Linked DNA regions of Gossypium hirsutum: region 1 is linked to region 2. A link is a contact called in public Hi-C data. All regions are on one chromosome and are shown on one strand. The core of a region is the stretch at or near the end of the contact, and the rest is flanking DNA. Distances in the headings are between cores, read along the strand shown. Region 1 has its middle 5.6 kb from the start of LOC107939469. Region 2 holds the start of LOC121202944 (FT-interacting protein 3).

Region 1 (6,598 bases), core at 2,391-4,890, 210 kb after region 2:
AATTAACTCAACCCAAATAAAAAGAATTTAAAATAATCTATTTAGCTTATTAAATTTGATTTTTCGTTAATATGTTTCAAGTTTGACTTTGATTTTATTCGATTTATTTAATTTGTAAAATTTTAAAAAATTCGAACGAACCAAATATTCATCATACTCAAAAGTTGTTAATTTATCTTTAGACCCCTTTAAAAAAAAACAAAAAATTGGTGCATTGCATGGCCATGAAAATGCCATGCATTATATATATGTGTACCACTATTTTGTAATGAATGTGAGAGGGACTTGACAATATGTGAAGCCAAAATGGAATTTAAAAAAGCCCTTTGAAAATTTAATATCTACACAAATCTGGCTACTAAATGCGCACTTTTGGTCACCAACTTTTTCTATTTTAAACCTTCTTTTCATCATTATTTTTTAAAAATATTAAATATTAAAATTTCACTATTTTTAAATATTATATTAATATATTTTTTTAAATACAATTATATAAAACATGATTTTTTTAGAGTAAAGTATATTAAAAGTTATTGGATTACTAGTAAATTTATATTTTAGTCATTTAACTTTAAAAAATTACAAAAAAAATTTAGATTTTAGTAAATAGATTCGTGACGTCCAGAGTTGTTTTATGAAAAAATAAACTAAATTATAGAATAGGAGGGAAATGAGAGGTTTGATTTTAATGAAAACTTTTGAATAGTTTAATAATTATTTTATAACTTTTTAAAATTAAATAATTAAAATATAATTATCATGTAATTTACCCAATTTTTATTCACTATTAAATTAATTAAATTTAACTATTTTTATTTGTGACTTGACAAGTCAGAGATTCTCAAACCACACTTTAGGAGGGGAAATTAATCAAATATATATTATATTATACTATATTACAATGGGGTTTTTATTTTTCAAATTTTATTATTTAAAAAAAGAAAAAAGGCATCAATTAATTGTTTTTTATTCTATAAGTAGTCATGATTGATTGGACCATATTCTTCTTGTTTGTTAGGTTTTTAGACATTAATTATGTTACTAACTGCTTTAATTTTCTATATTTATCAGAATAAATTATTATTTTGGACCACATCATTAGGATTTGATAATAATATTTTAAATATATATTTTTTAATTTGATTAATTATTTAATTATTTTTAGAGAGCCAAGTACAATGTTATCATGTACTAATTTGAGCAAAATTTTAAAAGGCCAAAAGTTAAATTTGTCTTTTTAGGAGGGTCGGAGTCCTTGCTAGCGTTCTTACTGCCATCCCATAGACCATTAATTCTTAATTTAACCAATCGATTTGATCTAGTTTTGACAACCATGATCAAAACACATTGAAATTTTAGCCAAAATAATTGAAAGCTGATACATTACATATAGACCAATATTATTTCAATACCAACTAACATGATCAATAGGCGAGTTAAGCAATATTTAACCATCTATGCCAGTTCATAAAAAAGATACATTTTTCAGTTGTTTTTGTTAAGGAGGTCGTGGATAGTGCCATTCTAAATTTGAGATAATTTTTTATCCATGTTCACTACACAAATTGTTGATACAGTGTACAATAAAAAAGGAGGACAAGAAGGAACAATGAGCAAATCAAGGTGGTGTTGTGGAGGTCGATTCACCTAAAGAGACCAAAAGCTAAAACAAGGACAAGGAGGCAGGTCGATTGAGAAGATAATTGCTTAGAGTAGCTTTAGAGTGCCAAAAAATCAATCTAGTCTTCATGCGCTAATCAAAATATTTATAGGAGAGATCATCTTGTTTATTAGTGTTAAGTGACAATTTATTATGAAGAAAGTTATCCTTATTTATTGCATGAATGACATGCACCACGAGGCCCATTCTGTTATTCATTCAATCTATACAATGATGTTGTGTTCGAGTAGGCCCCTCGTGACCTTAAAAGCGTGTTCACACTTAAAAAGTGGGTGCCTGACTAATTTTGCGACGAGTGAATGATCTTATCAAAAGATGTCAAGAGTAAATGATCAAGAGCGTAAAAGATTAATACTTCATTAATCAAATCGGGTAATTAAGTAAAATACTATTTTAAACGAAATCAACAGAGAGTTCAACACTACTCTTAATATTGACATGTGTCCACGCAACGGAGGCATATAATAAATACCAACTACCATGATGAATTTGCCAGTTAAACAATATTTAACCTCCTGTCCCAACACATAAAAAAATTGGTCTTGTAACACTGATGCAATGGAAAATGGTCCATAATTTTATTTTTTTAAATGAAAAAAAAGTTTAACGCACGTGTGTAAAATTAATTATTTTTTTTTTAAAACGACGACCTTTTCTCTTGTCTAGTCAAGTCAACTTACTTTAAAACATCAAAAACGAATTGTACGGTCAAGATCAATCAATCGAACCTGACATTAAATCTAAGGTCCAGATCAATTTCTCAGTCTCCTAACAGTATTTCATAATATCGCGCGATATATTGGAGTCTGGTAAGTGGAAGCTGTATATGCATGATGTATCGCCGTAGTACGATAAACTTCAATTAATGTTTTTTTTCTTTGAAAAGTTCAAAAAAAAAAAACAAATAAATGCAATAATTAACATACAAAAATGATTAATTTATTAAATTTTATATGAATATAAAATCATAATAAAAAATATAATGTAAAATAAAAATAATTATTCAGTAGAGTTTATAGGATTAAGAATAATTTTTTAAATACCATAATTAACATAAAAAACTCGTTTTCTATTTTTTTTATTTTTAAATGATTAAATTTTATAAAATTTTTATAATTTATTTAATTAAAATCAAATTAATTAGTCCAAATTTATAAATTAATTTTTTACATTAAAAAGTATTTTATTTATTTTCTTGTTATGAAAAAAGAACAATATAAAAATTGGTTTCCAAAACTCCACAAACATGTTGCTTTTTTCATTAAAAGAATAAAAAATTGTTGCTTTGTTGAAAGGCAACATTTACAGTATATTAATATATATTTTTCACATCTTACTTATAACATGTTTAAAACTATTCTATTGAGTCTTAACTCGATTGATATGAGTTAATTTAAAAGAGTGTGGGTTCAAGTGTACTAAAATACACTATTCTCTTATTTATGAATTACAAGAGACTATGAGTAATGTAGTGCGTCTAACTTTATTTTTATCTCATTCCGCAGTATATAATCTCACCATTATAACAAAATTGTTAAGAGAAAAAAACATGTTTAAAATGAATGTTTTTATTACATTTATTTTAGTAATTTTTAAAATTCAGTAACATGATAGCCTAATAAATTATTGTTTTATTGAAATCATAAACACAATATTTTTATTTTTATTTTTTTTGAAAAACACAGAAATATTTCTCATTGGTTGACAGCCTTTAATTAACTGTATACTGTGAAAATAAAATAAAAATAACAATAAATGACAGCAAATGTAAAATTAAATAACAAAAGGTTAAAAACACAAATTGGATGGTACAGTTTTACAGCTTTTTTTTTGGTTGTTGTTGAAACACAGCTGGAATTAGCGGGAGACAGCTGGCATTTTTTGTACGGAACAAATACGCAGCTACCGTCGCCGTTTTATTTTAAAAAATTTATTCTGTTTTTGGGGCTACCCTTTCCCTTTTAAAGGGTCCTCCTTTTTCCCCTTTATTGTTTACTGTTTTGCCCTTCTCTTTGTAATTTATGGCAACTGGGTCCTCCTAGATTTTATGTGGGATTTTGTCAGGCTTTTGAATGATTTTGGGTGTTTTTTGTCTTGGTTGATGGCATTTGGGAATTTTACTTTCCTTTCTCATTTTACTTAAATGCCCTTGCCCTTTTTTGGGACAATTTTTAATGTATAAAGTGCTTGTGTAATATTTTCCTATGAAAGATTTGGCTTAATTTGTTTTTTAATATAACATAGAGGGGTTAAAATATAATTAAACTCTTAATACATGGGCTTCCATGATATTTTTATTGGTTGAGGTTTTAAAATTTTAAGATCTAAGTCGATATTTTATAAACGTTATAATTTTTCGAGTCTCACATTAAGTAAATCATGTATGAGTTCTCTTTAGATTTCATTCTGATTTAAATCTCATTGTGTTTATACAGTACAGATCATAAATAATACATGTTCGATCAATTATAACTAGAATCAACTCAATACAATGCACAATAGATTAGAAATCGAAATATATTCAAACATATACTAGAATAAATCTAGATTTTTTTTTTTACTTTTTATAAAGCACGTGTGGGCTGTCACACGAGTTGTCACATTAGTGTCATTTAAATTTTAATGATCCAATCAAGTTTTTCATTAAAAAAAATTGACTAAATTTTAAAGGTTAAGGATCAAAATGATAAAATAAAATAAACATTAAGGACTATATTTATTATTATACCGTTTTATTTTTAAACTTCTAAAAGAAAATTTTAATCTTTGAATTGAATTCACCATAAAGTGTTTAGTTTTATAATCAATGTTTGGTGGGTTGGTTCATAACTAACAATATTTTAGGCATAATGTAGTTTATGTTTCCGACAAATTGCTTTATAGCACCGTTGAATTTCAACATGTTTGTCAATGAGACAGGTTGTCCATTGAAATTGGAACACTAATTTACAGTGCCATTCTAACAAAGCATGTAATCTTAATAAAGTCAAAATGTTTTTTAATTTAGAAAAAATAAATCGATTTCAATAGTAGACTTGAAAATCTTAATTTATTATCTTGAATTAGATCTGAATAATGAATATCCGAAGATTAATATCCATAATTACTTCAAATAAATTCAATTATGAAACAGTACAAAATGGTCCTTCAACTGTTATTAAATTTCTTTTTTGGTCCCCCAATTATGAAAAGTTACAAAATGGTCACCTAATTATTCAAATTTGTCTTTTTTTTTTGTCACCTAACTATATTGGATTTTTGGGTGTTTCTATTTTTACGTTAGCCATTTGGTGGCCTAAAAAGGTAAAATTGAATAGCTAGGTGACCGTTTTGTTACTTTTCATACTTAGATAACCACAAATCCCATAGTTTAACCTAACAATAAAGACGAAAATATATAAATTAATTGGCCAACGAGACATAACATTGTTGGTTAAAAATAGAAGTCCTCAGTCCTTGAATATCTAAATTCAAGTTGTACTATTCACATATGATCTGTTATTTTTTATACAATGCTTAGAACTACCCATAACTCTTTCTCAACCCTTAAATAGGATGACAATGTACTTCAGCACACTCGACCCCACATTCTTCTGCACTAACAATAATATCGATACCGATCGAATTAAGACTCAATCGACTACTTTTTATATATATATATACGGATTGGATTCTACATTTTAGTTATTTTAAACATGTATTTAATTTATTTGTGGTTATTGGATACAGGGAGAGATATAGATTGACTAAGTCAAAATGAAAGCAATCCCTTTTCTTTACGCCACGAAATTATAGTCAATTCAATCAAATTGACACTCACAAGTCTTAGTATTATGATTAAAATATTGGATTAGAAAATTGAATTTATGAGAGCACTCACTTGTTTGATTGGTTCACATTTTAGTACCAATTAAGTACTTAAATGTTTAATTTTTATCATTTCTACAAAATCCATTCAATTAGTATTTTAATTTCTTTATTGTTGGTAAGGGATTTTAGTTCACATATATATTTTTATAATTTCATCTGTTAATTCAATTTATTAATATTATAGCTGATTGAATCTTAACTCGATTGGTATCAGCATTGTTGTCAATGTAGGAGGATGTGGATTCGAATGTGTTTAAAGATATTATCCTACTATTTATGGGTTGGGAAGGGCTATGAGTAGTTTTAAATATTATGCCAAAAAGAACAGATATGATCAGAATCTATAACAAAATTATCCAAACAAAATATTAATTTGATTTTAAAGAATAATTGTCCCAAGATTAAAAAAAAAGTAGCATCAATACGACGAGTTGAATGAGTTTTTTTTTAATTCACATAATAATTTTAACCGAGATAATTAACAGTATTATAAAATTATATCAAATTAAACTGTAAGGACCAAATCTCGAATCTCAGCATAATAGAAGAGTCAAAACCATAATTTAACATAAATATAAATAAAATAGTAAAATAGATTTTTAGGGTTTGTTGAATGAAGGTGTGGACATGAAATTAAAAAAATAATTTTGTAATTTTTGTTGAAATATATATATATTTCTTTTAGTTTCATTTTAATAAATAAAGAGAAATTAAATAATAGGAATGAAATAAATTTTTAAAAAAACCACTAATTACTTTCATAATTAGTGCGTAGTTGAACATTCTCTAATGCAATTTCCACTAAAATAAATACAACAATGAAATTGAGATTTAGTTATTATAATTAAGAAAATTACAATTTAAGCCCTTATCAAATTTTTAAATTTCAATTCAATTTTTTTAATAAAAAATTGTTAACTTTTGCCTCATGAGTTTTTTTAATTTTATATCGATCCCCCGTCACAAAATTCGTGACTTCAACCTAGCATCGATATTTATTTATTTTAGTGAAAAATAGACCAAAATCATTAAGAATGAACGTAAAAT
Region 2 (6,470 bases), core at 3,822-6,321:
AGTTCGCTATACACTTAATAACACCATTTCTAATTTGCAACCTAGATACCTCATTTTTTTACTCCATTTTTACTGTATTTGTATCCCTACAAATAAAATTAGATACTTGTGTTGAGTGTGAATTTACATTATTAGCCTTGATATCATAAAAAAGTGATATTTTCTATTATTATTTTTTTAAGTATTTATGACCATATTTATTTTACTATCCATGAAGACTAATCTTTTCGGGTATCCCTACAAATAAACTAGATACTTGTGTTGAGTGTGAATTTACATTATCAGCCTTGATGTCACAAAAAAGTGATATTTTCTATTATTATTTTTTTAAGTATTTATGACCATATTTATTTTACGGTCCATGAAGACTAATAGACCAATCTTTTTGGGATGTGGTTGGTTTTTCCAACAATGTTGTCTTCAAGGTTTAAACTCGTGTTTTGTTCTTGAAAGTGTAATGTGTTTTACTATTGCATCCAACACTTCATGGTTTTAGATATTTTTGCTATATAAGTTTAACTTGAAATTAACTAAAAAAGTATTTAGTGAAAGAAAGCTGAAAATAGGAAATTAATAATTTAATTTTTGTTCTCTCTTTTACTATCTAATTTTTTATTCCTCGTTTAGGAAATGGAGTGGTATATCATTTTTTTTAAATTAAAAAATCTATAAATTTTTAATTTAAAGTTTAAAATCGTAAAAAAAACTTTCTTGAATATGCATGTATATTATTATTTTTATTAAAAATAATAAATATAATAGTATTTACTCCCCGCTACGATGGGTTTTTAAAAAATAAGATTTATTTAGAAAATAAGTAAATTTAAATTTTATTAATTAATAATTTTTTTTAAATATGATCAATTATAATATTTAGGGGTTTGTTATGAATCTGTATAGCTTTTTGAGTGAATTATTTAAAATTTTTAAAAATTCCAAACTAAATTAGATATTAAATTAACATAATTAATTTATCCATCACTAATTTAAAAAATTCTACAAACTGGTTTAAGATAATGTGAAGTATTTTTAAATTTTTTATTATTTTACTATAAAGGATAATAATCTTATTAAATTAAGAAAATTCATCCTATGTGGCATTTTTTATATGGCACATGAAGGTGAAGAAAATAGCATGTGTCTTATAAAATATAATAAAAAATATAAACAAATGAAAAACTTATTACTTTTTCAACAATATTTGTGGAGTAAAGAAACGTCCTCACAATACTAAGTTAATATGTGGATAAAAAAAACCAATTCATTTAAATATATTATTTTTTAAAAATTATTTAAAAATATTATTTTATATAATTATTTTGCGAGCAATACTGAAATAAGTGAGTGTTCAAAAATCTTTTAACGTGAGAAATGATTGTACAGACCTTTCTTACCTCATCAACTGTAACCGGATAAAAATTAAAATAATTACAAACCCACCAAGCATTGCTGACTAAGAGAGCAGTAGATTGCATTCATGTTGATTGAGAATCTCCACTTTTGACTCAAAAATCATGAATGTGGTGCTAGCATTAATTAAAGCAGTTATTTTCTTGAAAGTAGCAGCAAATCTACAACACCATGCCTGCACACTGAACTTTTCTTGATACATCAAACCTTGACCCATATCTCACCGGAGTTGTGGTTCAGACACCCTCGTTCTTAAAAGACGACATTACCGGAATAATCAAGTTTTTCAGTCGACTATTGATTAGATTAGCGTCTCTGTTCTTTACTTGACTTGGATCTTGTTGAAGATCTGAAATTTCTTTTGCTTTCTTCTTCTTCTTCTTCATCATCATCATCATCATCTCTTCTATCAATTATTGTTGAAAGGCTTTACTGAAACTAATACTGTAAATATCAAAATGAAAACCAATGTCAAACAATTTCTTTTTGGTACATAAATTTTGAGTTAATGTTAAAATCCAGATTTCGGTTTTCTTCATTCTTGGGTTTTCCTCTTTCAGTAGTGCGGATTTTGGGTTCAAAAGTTTGAGATAAATTTTTTTTCTCCACTTTTAGTTGGTGTTGCAACACCTTTGAGGAAAAAAAAATCTGATATGGAGAAGATAAGTGGTGCAGTCCGAAAATTTTCAGAGCCGCTAGAATTAAATATATTTTATAATTTTTAAAAAATTAAATTATACTTTTATTATTTTTAAGATATCAAAATACAAATTTATTATTATTAATTTAAAATTTTATAAATATAAAATTTTTTATTTTAAGAAAACCGGGCTCCTGTCAGCCCCTGGTTCCACTACCGAAAAAGATGAATTCTCAATAGGAAATCTTTGGAAACATTAATAAAATGTTAAAAACATTAGTAAATGGTTAAATATTTTTTTAAGTGAAACTCCGTAAAACAATTGTTGTTGTTGGAGAAAGAAATTCGAGATGAGTTTGAATGGAGAAAATAAAAACGAGAAGAGAAAAAAATTACCATATGTATTTTAATCTTTAATCGTACATTCAATTTTGTTCCAAAACTTTAAAAATTGAGATAAATTTTTTTCACATTTATTTTACAATTGTATAATATTTTTTCTTGAATTGATGTATTTCATTAATAAAATAACAAGTAAATTTATTATATATTTTAAATATTTGTTTTGATTTTAGTAAAAGAAAAGTAACTAATAACTAAAAAAAATTGGCTTATGTTTATAAATAATAAAAGTGTTATGGAGACCATTTTATTTTTTTTATTTAAAAGATAAGTAAATTAATTTTTATATATTAGATTAAAAAGTAAACGAGTTCTTTTGTTAAAAATTCTTTTAATTTCTATTGATAAACAATTACTCTTTATACATTAGCATAAAGTATACGTAACACATCATGTGTAATTGTTTAATTATTCCATTAATCACATCAACTTTTAACAGTAAAAATAGATAAAAATTTTAGTAAAAATGATTAAATTTCTCTTCGATCTAACATATAAAGATTAATTTACCTATTTTTTGAATAAAAAATAAAAGTCCCCCTCAAATTTTTTCTATTTACAAACCAATCCCCTTCTCCAATAATAGAATTGTCTATGGACCAAGCCAAGTAAAAATTTTAGACTTATTTTCTAGGCTCGGGCCTAACCCGAAAAATGAACCTAAAATTTTACCCAAGCTCGGCCAGAATAAAAATGCTAAAACCTTAGCCTGGGCTGCCCATATTAAAAAAAAATTATACTATTTTTATATAAAAATAAAATTTTAAAAATATAGTACATAAAATACACTAAAAAAGTTCAAATAAATGTTTTCGAACAAATAGAAAAAAATTAAAAAATAACTGTAATTTAACGAGTAAATATATCTAAAATAATAACAAAATTAATAATAAAATAAGAATTATATAATATCTAAACAATAATAATAAAATAGTAGTAATATAACATTAACACGATACGAAAACAATGAAAAAGAAATAAAAAAGCAATAGTTTCTTTTCTTTTTTTCAAATTTGGGCCAAGTCGAGCTCAGATCTTACTCGAAGCTCAACCCATTTAAAAAATAAATCTTAATTTTTTATTTAAATCTATTATTTAAACTTATATTTTTATTTAAACTTTCTCACTTTCCAAATATTCCGACTCGACTTATGGACAAATTTATTCGATAACTATATAACCGATTGCTTGTAAAAGAAAATGTGTAACGTATATTTAGATTAATATCGGAGAGGACCATACATTGTAACTCGTTGATATCGCGAGAAAATCAATAAATTTTTTTATTTATTAAGAAAAAGGGGGTTTTATCGTCACCCAAGAGAAAATGAAATTAGGCAAACACCAAACATGGAGTCAGAAGGACAACCCCACATTCCAACAAACAAACAAAACACCTCTTCCCCACGCATGTGCTCCTAACCAACCCCACCATTCCCACGTGTCATTTTCGCTTTTTTTAATTTTTATACTTAATATAAATTATTAAGTTTAATTCATGTTTTTAAATTTAAGTTGTTTTTAATATCTAATTTTCTTAAATTTTGCAATTTTAACCCGAATCAAATAATAGATAAATTCATTACGTTATGCTATTTTTTAAATTACAATTTTAATTTATTATTTTTGCACGTTATTTACAAAAAATTCAGTTCGTAAATTTTTAATGATTATTGATTTGTGTTAAAAATAAAATTTTAAAAAGTAAAAATATTAATAATATATAAATCGAAGAAATAACTAATAATGGGTTGGAAGAAGTGAAATATTTTTTTCTTGACATTTGAACCAAATTCGATTTTTAGAGTTCTCTTTATTAGAATGATTTTTCCTTAATATCACTTCGATCCATACAAAATTAATTTTAAACGGTAATTATACCAAAAAAATAAAAAAACAATATAAGAAACACTTAATTTATAAATTTACACAAGTTTAGGGTTAATAACATAATTTAAGCAATTAATTTTAATTAAATAAGAATTGAAATTTTTAAATTTTAAATAATAAATGAATTAAGAAAAATCATTTTATAAACCCTCCTCACTGCATTATCTATAGTACATTTTCAATTATTTAATAATATTTTAGTAATTTTTTTCATGTCATTAATACATAATTTTAGTAAATTTTTTTACCTCGAATCTGATTTGGGTTTAAAGTTCAGGTTTAAGTTTGAGGTTTTGAATTTAGAGTTTGAGGTTTAGGGTAAAAAAATACCAAAAATATGTATTAATATCATAAAAAATTACTTAGACTAGTTTAGCAATACTTTTGAAAAGTGTTGTGGGAAAGTATTTTTGAGAAATACTTTTGAAATTTTTGATTAAAAATTTGAGTGTTTAACATTACTGTCAAAAAATATTTTTGAGAAATATGAATCTCAAACCTGATCTGAGTTCAAAGTTCGAGGTTTAAGGTTTTAGTTTTGAGAGAATGATTCAATAAATGTAAGAAAAAACAGATGAATTAAATTTAATCAACTTAAAAGTTATGACAACAAAATTTGATATTGATTTTACTTTTAATTTAAATTTTAAATTTCAACAACAACAAAAAAAAACAAATTATACAACTATCATTCATGTTAAAATAAAAAGTATAAATAAATAAATAAACATTGAAAAGTTCAAAAAAAAAAAAAGGTCGGTTTGGTTGGTACCCAGTGGTAGATTCAGTCTTTCTTCTTTAGCTGTTTTTAAAAAACAGATCTTTCAGTGTCACAACTCACATGTCCCCATTCCTAATCTTCACACTCCCTTTTACTTCAAAAATATTTATATTTTCTTTTCCATTCTTCATCAAAGTTTCGTTCTTTTTCTTACATTCCTACAAAGGTACAATTTTTATTTTCCTCATTTTTCTTACAAAAAAATAAATGGTAAGATTTTATTTGTGGGGTTGGTCTAAGCTTTTGAGTGTAATAATATCAATAATGCATGCTTAAATATTATACCTTTTTTTTCAATTTTCTTTGTTTAGGTTAGCTATTTTCTTGTTTTAGATCTGTTTTTTCTTACATTTATTGAATCATTGGCTCTTTTTTTTTTGCTGTTTTTAATGTTGTTTTTTTGGTAGCTGAGAAAAAAAAACTTACTTTTTGTTTAAGGAATCTTCAAGTTTTTGCCTTTTTTTTTTTAAAAATGACATTAAATGCTCTTTTTACTAATAATAATTAATGACAGCTCATTGAAAGTTAGACCATTGTTGATTGCTCTTTGATTTTTGCAGGTTCAAGTTCAAAGCTTTCTCACAAGTAATAATCTTTAAAACCCATTTTTTTTTAAAAAAAATTATTATTTTTAGCTAATATAGTTGTATTATTTGTAGCAGGAAATTGCTGAATCTGTCTTGCGTGTTGTTTAGTACTGTTTTTGATTATCAAGATGCAGAAGCCACCACAGTCTATAGATTTCGCTTTGAAGGAGACTTCACCGAAGATCGGTGCCGGAGCGGTGACGGGCGATAAGCTATCGAGCACGTATGATCTGGTGGAGCAAATGCAATACCTTTACGTTCGCGTGGTAAAGGCGAAAGATTTACCGGGGAAAGATGTAACTGGTGGATGTGATCCTTATGTCGAAGTTAAGCTAGGGAACTATAAAGGAGTTACTAAGCATTTCGAAAAGAAGAACAATCCCGAATGGAATCAAGTGTTTGCGTTCTCGAAAGAACGGATTCAAGCTTCGGTTTTAGAAGTATATGTGAAAGATAAAGATGTGGTGGCCGATGATTTAATCGGAAGGGCATTGTTCGATCTTAATGAGATTCCGAAAAGAATTCCACCAGATAGTCCGTTGGCACCGCAATGGTATCGGTTGGAGGACCGGAAGGGGGATAAAGCTAAAGGAGAGTTAATGCTTGCTGTTTGGATGGGGACACAAGCCGACGAAGCATTTCCTGAGGCTTGGCACTCGGATGCTGCATCAGTTGGTCCAGATGCTGTTGCGAGTATCCGGTCGAAAGTTTATCTTTCGCCTAAGCTTTGGTATGTGAGAGTGAATGTGATCGAAGCTCA

The links. A called contact is a pair of places that touch in the nucleus more often than the background predicts.
Region 1: a contact with region 2 is called in a Hi-C map of leaf, with 3 times the contacts expected there. The contact joins the enhancer-like site here to the promoter of LOC121202944 in region 2. A contact is called at or near these places in 2 of 34 Hi-C or Micro-C datasets (both in leaf).

Annotation. Positions count from the first base shown.
Region 1 is chrA13:110,095,146-110,101,743 of Gossypium_hirsutum_v2.1, forward strand. No RefSeq gene overlaps it. Among protein-coding and RNA genes, the nearest start is that of LOC107939469, 5.6 kb to the right of the region's middle. Within about 2 kb of position 3,641, at least 3 of the 9 cell types and tissues checked have an H3K27ac peak or open chromatin away from gene starts, as enhancers often do. A contact at or near this core is called in leaf, where this site is marked.
Region 2 is chrA13:109,886,928-109,893,397 of Gossypium_hirsutum_v2.1, forward strand. LOC121202944 (FT-interacting protein 3) reads left to right here and starts at 5,072. Exons shown (of 3, transcript XM_041085850.1): 1 at 5,072-5,289; 2 at 5,684-5,708; 3 at 5,786-6,470. The coding sequence starts at 5,839. LOC107945355 (DNA topoisomerase 6 subunit B) reads left to right here. Exons shown (of 19, transcript XM_016879326.2): 19 at 1-169.